2 separate regions of the Gossypium arboreum genome follow, and region 2 is linked to region 1. A link is a contact called in public Hi-C data. All regions are on one chromosome and are shown on one strand. Each heading gives the region's core, a stretch centred on a gene start, on an enhancer-like site or on the middle of the called end of the contact. The rest is flanking DNA. Distances are from core to core; before and after follow the strand shown. Region 1 has its middle 4.6 kb from the start of LOC108478891. Region 2 has its middle 6.8 kb from the start of LOC128285878.

Evidence for each region. A called contact is a pair of places that touch in the nucleus more often than the background predicts.
Region 2: a Hi-C map of leaf shows a contact between it and region 1, with 2.8 times the contacts expected there. The contact joins two enhancer-like sites. A contact is called at or near these places in 2 of 5 Hi-C or Micro-C datasets (both in leaf).

What each region holds. Positions count from the first base shown.
Region 1 is chr12:13,426,991-13,430,855 of ASM2569848v2, reverse strand. No RefSeq gene overlaps it. Among protein-coding and RNA genes, the nearest start is that of LOC108478891, 4.6 kb to the right of the region's middle. Within about 2 kb of position 1,810, at least 1 of the 2 cell types and tissues checked has an H3K27ac peak or open chromatin away from gene starts, as enhancers often do. A contact at or near this core is called in leaf, where this site is marked.
Region 2 is chr12:13,560,868-13,564,732 of ASM2569848v2, reverse strand. No RefSeq gene overlaps it. Among protein-coding and RNA genes, the nearest start is that of LOC128285878, 6.8 kb to the right of the region's middle. Within about 2 kb of position 1,997, at least 2 of the 2 cell types and tissues checked have an H3K27ac peak or open chromatin away from gene starts, as enhancers often do. A contact at or near this core is called in leaf, where this site is marked.

The DNA of each region.
Region 1 (3,865 bases), core at 561-3,060:
TTTTGGTGGCCAATGTAATATTCCGAATTTAGTCTTAACATCTAGGCGGGGTTTGGAGGGTTACATATACAATTATTTTCTATTAAAATTTATATCAAATATATAACATTATAATCTAAAATATATATATATATATATAAAAGCACAAATTTGGAAAACCTTTTAACTTGATGAGAATATATTTTATTTTTCATCATATTACTAAATTAAATTTAAAACTAATTATAATTTAATTTAGAATTATTAGTTAAATAAGTTGTGCTGATTTTAAAATAGAGTTATTACTTGGATAAAACTCTTAGCATAAAATATAGAAAAATGTGATAATTATAATTATAATTTAATTTATAATTATTATTTAAAAAATTTGACGAAAAATGTTGTGTTAATTTTTTTAAAATTTTTATTTATTGATGTAAAATAGAATTATTAATTAAATAGAACTATAAGCATCTTAATTATCAGTTAATTAATTTTAGAGTTGTATATTAATTAAAATATAGGTTTAGCTTTATAAACAACATTAGATAATTAAGCATATTCAATCAAGTAGCATCTAAGAAAAATTATCAGTAAAAAGTTGGAGATTTTAACATTAATAAGCTAGAATTATATAAAAAGAATTAAGAATTAAAGCCTTGATTTTTCGAGGAGGCATTATCAAATCATATTAAAATAATAATGGCGTGTAAAGTGATCAAAGACTATATTAATGGATGATGAGCAGTGGCGAATCCAAAAATACGACTATTTATATTAGCATTGTTGACTACATTTTTTACTATTAATTTTCATGTATAATCATTCAATAATTAACGATACATATATATATTATTTAAATATTATAATTCATCTTTAGTTGAAACAATGATTATTTAATTAAGAAAATGTTATTATATATATCTAGTAAAATAATTAAGAAATACTTTACAAGTTCATATATAAAAATTAAGCTAAAACATATCAAAATAAAATAAAATAAAACCCTAATAAAATTATAAATCCTAAATTCTAAAATTTGAATTTTTTTTCTTTTGGGTACTTATAGATAATATAAAAGTAAAGAATTGTAAAAGAACTAAAGAAAATAAGTCAAAATATTTAAAAATGCCTTGAATTTTTTCTTGTTCTTCTTCTTCTTTCTCTTATAATTTGTTAATTACTATCTTTCACTACTCTTTTTTTTTTTTTTCATTTTGTTATAGGCTATTTTTTTTCAGTTTTATGGGTAAACGTTTTTTTCTTTAATTTTTATATATATATATTTTAAAATTGATGATTTATTTATTTTATTGTAACTTTTAAAAGAATTATTTTATAAAGGGTTGGTTTTTTAGGGGGTATGAGGGCAGAATTTAAACTTTTAAAGATGTTTAAAGTAATAAAGTTCATCTTAAAAGAGTATTATATAAATTTCTAAAAATTAAGGGATAATGACTCTCACTTGCCTCCCTTGTATTTGTTAATGATGATGAAATAATATAATATTATAATATATTTGTATAAATTCTATAAGTTTATATTATGTGAAGGAAATCTTCTTAAAATCATTTTAATAATTTATCTGTTATTTGTTTGGTGCAAATAAAAATATTTTGTGAGTTTATTTAAAAAAGAAAGATAAATTTCAAAAATTATTTTTAATCACCATATAAAAATGAAATCAGATTTAAGTGGTATTTTATCTTTGTTTAAAGAAAAGTAGAATTGTGAATTATCTATTTAGATTTATTATGTCAGTATAGCGTATGTGTGAAGGAAGAAAGAGAGTTGATGATAAAGGGAATGTGTAGGGGACAACGGAGAGTTAGGGACCAATAATGTTTGTCCAAAATAAGAGACCATAGTCAGAGAAAGACGCACGACGACATCTATTACGAAGTTGTCGCCCAATTCACAATCATATTACTTAATTAATTTGAATAAAGAATGATTTTGGTTTTTTATTAATAAAAATTGTAAATATGTGAAAATTAAAAATAGAAATTATTATAAAATAAAAAGTTGAAAATAAAATTTTAAAATTTAAATGAGTTTAAACCCGTATCAATTGAAAAATATATTATCTTTTCAACAATATAAAATATCTTACCCTTAGTTGAAGCCCTTAAAGAAATTCTTACTTGATTTCTTTATCTTGTATCTTAATCTTCTTCAATCCATCATTACTGTTATCATCATTACTTTGAAGTTACAAATTACTTAAACAATAATAATAAATTAAATATTTGTATAAAATTATTATTATAATACCAATTAAAAAACGGCGTAAAGTAAATTCTATAATTATAAAATGAAGCTTTCTTAATATACAATAATAGGGAAAACGAACTAGGAGAGTTCAAAAACAAATTCAGTATAACATATATTATAAACTAAATAAATATATGAAGCGATGAATGAATGAATATTATAATTTTACCTTATTATTAATTAAAATGTTCTTTCATCTCTTTTTGTGGTATCGTTATTCGATTATGACTTACAAATTTTTCTTTGAAAAACTACTACTTTAATACTCCATTAATTTTTAGACACTTTAAACTTATCAATAAAAATAATCTTCATTTGTTGAATTATATTTATAATAATAAATTTTAATTAATTTAAAGTCCAAGTTGAAATAGAAAACAAAGTTAGAGATAAAATATGAATATTTCAACTTGCTATTTAATATTAAGTTCTTTATGTTTTGAAATTTTGTCGCTCGATTCATAATATGAAAGATTCTTTTTATTTAGGTAGTTGAAGATCTTTTTTTTTGTCAAAGGAAGTACCTAAAATTTTATTTTGTTATCATTTTAAGTAACAACAGTTAACACTCGTTGAAAAAAACTCCACACAATCAAATTATGACAAGTGTAATTTTTAATTAAATAAAATATTTAAAATTAAAATTCAATAAAAATAAATTTAAAAATACCATCTCTAAATCTCTCCTTTCATCTTCATCTTCTCTACAAAGAAAAACCTCCATTTCCAATACTAAAAACTCAAAATAGAAAGAAAAAAGACAACCCTCATTTTATCCATTTTGAAGCCATGATAGGTTAGGTTTTATGAGGCTTTTGATGAAGGGGAAAGAAAGAGGATATGAAATTTTATTTTTAATTTTTACGTATTTAATTAAAAATGATAAATGTCATAATTGAATTGGTTTGAATATTCTTTTAATGAGAGTCAACTATTGGTATTGAAAATGATAAAAGAGAATAAAATTTTAAATATTTACTTTGATTAAAAAACCTTCAAGTACCTAACTATGAAATTTTAGGTAGTTTAAGTACTTTTATAAGATTATTTTAAATTCATATTAAGTTTCATTGATTATATTTATCATGATTATTAATACATTGTGCACATGGTTGTGCTTTTATTTTTAATGAGTTAATTAATAAAGTAAAGGTATTCCAAAATTTGGTTTGTCAGATTCGCAAGTAATATTATTATTATTATTATTATTTTTTGATCCTTAGATATCTCTCATTATCAGGTAAGTTTTGACTATACATTTAAAATAATCATTTTAAAAAATGCTTAGATTGAATTTCTTAAATATAATTAATTTCATATAACATATTAAATTATATTAAATTATGATACACGTGTGGGTAAAAAATAATGTTACCCTTTTAAAAAATTGTTATAACAATAGAATATTTTGATTAAAATAATTAAAGATAAATTACCCGTTTGTTCCTTTGAGGTGACTATTTTTATTTTAGTCACCCTAATTTGATCACTGTTGATAAAAAAATTAATTAAATTGTTCATTTTTCCGTTAAAATTAACAGAATGCTCTCATTTTCTTTTCTTTTTTTTTTAAAAAAATTTTTATTTATTATTTTTATATCATCTCCCTTTT
Region 2 (3,865 bases), core at 748-3,247, 130 kb before region 1:
AATAAGACCCTTCAAACTGGAATGTCCAAGATTCGATGAAGTGGATTTCAAAGGCTGATGGCCCAAATTGGAGCAATATTTTAAAGATGATGGAGTCAGTGACAGTGCTAAAGTGAGGATAGTCATGTTGCATTTGGAAGGGAAGACTCTTGATTGGCACCACTTCTTTGCTCAGAGACAAGGCGGGCTGCGTTTGCTTACTTGGGACAACTACGTTCAAGGATTGAAGGAGAGGTTTGGGTCCAGCACCTTCCTTGACCCCCTGGTACACAGTTGGTCACTACCATGATATCTTTGTAAGTTTACTCAACCAGCTACAGCTACCCTAGAGCAATGCTTGGAGTATATTTACTAGCAATTTAAAGGTAGAAATTGGGTAGTATTTGCAATTATTCAAACCCAAAACCTCAGTTGAAGGATTTTTTTTTTTATTGCTCGCTAAGTTGAGAGCATTTTGATGAATAACCAGAAGAAAAATCCTCATGTAGGGAGTGGAGGGTACCCCAAGTTACCTACCCTGCTCCTTACCCCAAAAGCCATCACCACAACAAACCACCCACTAGTTTCTAGAGGGGGTCCTCCAGTTGCCACTAGTCAAAAGAGGCCTACTAAATCTCTCTCCCACAATGACATGGAAAAAAGGAGGAGAAAGGGCTTGTATTGTTGTGTGCTACCAAGTATACGAGGGAACACAAGCTGTACTCCAAGCAAAGTAAGTGCAGTTTTGGCACTTCAAAGGTTGAGTACTTAAATCATGTTATTTCCAAAAGAGTTGTAGCAATGGATAGAACCAAGGCTGACAATGTTCTTTAATGGCCAATTCCAGTTTCAATGAAGGAACTAAGGGGTTTCTTGGGCCTTTCTAGCTATTATCACAGATTCATTAAACATTATGGGACTATAGCCAAACCTCTGACTCAACTGTTGAAGAAGAAAGTACCTTGGGAATGGTTTGCCTTGGCTAATGAATCTTTTCAACAGCTTAAGCAAGTTATTTGTGCAGCACTTGTTCTAGCCTTGCCAGACTTCACTTCTAAATTTTGTGTTGATGCTAATGCATATGGACAAGGTGTGGGAGCTATGTTACATCAGAAGGGAGGCCTTTGGCCTTTTTTAACAAAGCCCTTGGAGCCAAACACCAAGCCCTCTATATCTTTACAAAGAGATGTTGGTTTTCCTTTTGGCAGTAGTAGGGAGAAGGTCCCAAATTTGTACTGATCACCAAAGCCTTCGGTTTTTGGCCGACCAACAAGCTATAACCCCTTTCCAACAGAAATGGTAGCCAAAATATTGGGGTACAACTATGTGGCAATTTACAAGAAAGGGTCCCAAAATGTGGTGGTTGTGCTTTGCCTAAATGGCCTTATGGATAGGAGGCTCAATTGTTACAATACACTAGGAGCACACTCATCTCCGATCTATGAAATAAGGCTCGAGATTCTTTGTTGTTGGACCCTAAACTCGACAAACTATGCCTTGACATTCAAGTGCAACCATCCTTACATCCCAAATATTCTTAGGATGGCAAAGAGCTGAGAAGAAAGGGGAAACTGGTGATTGGAGATCATGGCAACTTGAGGAAAAAACTCTTTTAGCATTTCCATGAGGGCGTCATTGGGGTTCACTCGAAGGTGCACGCTACTCGACATCATTTGGCTAGTCTTGTGTATTGGAAAAGGTTGACCAAGGATGTCAAGCAATGGGTGAGGGAGTGTCTGAGTTGTCAGAAGTGTAAATATGATCAAGCTGCTTATCTTGGTCTTTTACAGCCCCTACCAATACCACAGAGGTCATGGACATCAATCAGCATGGATTTCATAGAGGGAACCACCTCTGGCAATAATTATTCAAAAAGCTTGGTACAAAACTGAATCTGTCCACAACCTATCATCCCAAGTCCGATGGCCAAACTGAGGTCCTAAATCGATGCTTGGAGAGTTATTTGTGATGTATGATAGGGGAAATGCCTGGAGAATGGGCATTGTGGCTGCCTCTGGCCAAATGGTGGATACCACCTTCCATACCTCCATTCAAACCTCTTCTCCCATGATCGAATGAAGCAATTGACAGATCGAAAACGAAGTGATAGGTCCTTCAAGGTGATGGATTATGTCTACTTGAAGCTCCAACCATATAGACAGACTAAGGATAGTTCTCAATCAAAAACTCTCCCCTAAATTCTTTGGGTCTTGCTTGAAGCCAAGGTTGGCAAGACAGCATATCGCTTGCAGCTACCACCAAGGTCTTGGATCCACCCCACCTATCATATTTCTCAGCTTGAGAAACACATTGGGAAGGCCCCAGTTCAATCTCATTTACCACTGGTGGGCACAGATGGGGCCATCATCAAGGAGCCTGTCCAGGTGTTGGATAGAAGGATGGTGAAGAAAGGCAACCGTGCTGTCACAAAGGTCTTAGTAAAGTGGGCTATCACTTTCCCTGAAGACTCCACTTAGGGGAATCTTGTTTCTTTTATTAGTTAGGGTAGTTAAGTGAGTTTCGACTTAGTAAACGGGACGTTTTGGACTATTATTGATACCATGCGTTTTAACACCGTGACAGCTGTGTGCCGTGGCTGTAACGGTCATAGGAGCTGTTAGTTACTCCCTTTCATGCTGAATGAGGGAGGAAATGGAGCTTATGCGTGGTTTGCGCAAAAATCAAATTCTGTTTTCTTCTTCTCTCTCTGTTATCCTCTCTTCTCTTCTTGGAAGTTCATAACAAAATCCATTCATTCATGAGATTCCTTTGTTTGTTTGTTTGTTTGAATCTCTATGTCATTTTGGACCAAATAATTGCTGGTTTATCAATGAATGTTATTCAATTGTTCCTCATTTTTTTCAAAATCTGCAAAATCTCACATATTCTCAGTATTCTGTTTGGTTCTTCTAGTATTCTGTTTCTGTTTGGTTCTTGAGAAAGAAAAGAAAATAAAAACAAATTAGTAGAGAAGAATGTTGAAACTATAACAAAAGAAATGAAAGAGTAACGGAGAAAATTAATGAAAATTTAAAACTATATATTTACAAATAAAAATATAATTTGAAATGTAAAAAGAAATTTTTTAAATAATACATTTTAAAAGGAATTTTATTTCTGAAAATACGTTTTAATGAATTTATAAATACTTTATAATTTTAAATTTTATTCATAGGAAGAAGAGTTTGAAGTAAAATTTAAAAGAGATCTGATTTTTTATGAAAAAAAAAAAAGGAGAAAAAGATAGAATTGCTCCGAAGGACATCAAGTAGCGGCCCCTGATTGGGCAACATGCCATATCAGGAGAAAATCTAACGCCGTTATCGTCAAGTACAAGAATGGTTAACGGAAACAAAGTACAAGTACCAAACAGGAAAAATTAACAGTATGTTTGGTTCACTGTGATGGAATAGAGCTGTAATGGAATAGAACTGTAATGGAATAGAGCTGTAATAAGTAATTCAACTGTTTGGTTGAATGGAATGAAATAAAACTGTAATAGTATTCTTATGTTTGGTTGAATGAAATGATGTTGTAATAACATAAGAAAAAAACTAAAATGACCGAATACCCTTAATGAATTTTTGTTAAGATAGATGATTATTGTTATTTTATTAAATTTTAATAAGATTATTATTAAAATAATTTAATAAAAATAATAAATAGTTTGACCATATTTTATCATAATAATTATTAAATATAATTTAATAAAAATATAATTTAATAACATTCATTATATAATTATTATTATATGAATTAAAAATAAAATATATAATACTATAAAAAATATATAATCTACTTTATTATTTTTAAATTGCAATACATCTTTAAATTTGCGTTTGTTTGCCAATAAAATATTTTCGGAAAATAATTTTTGAAAATGATT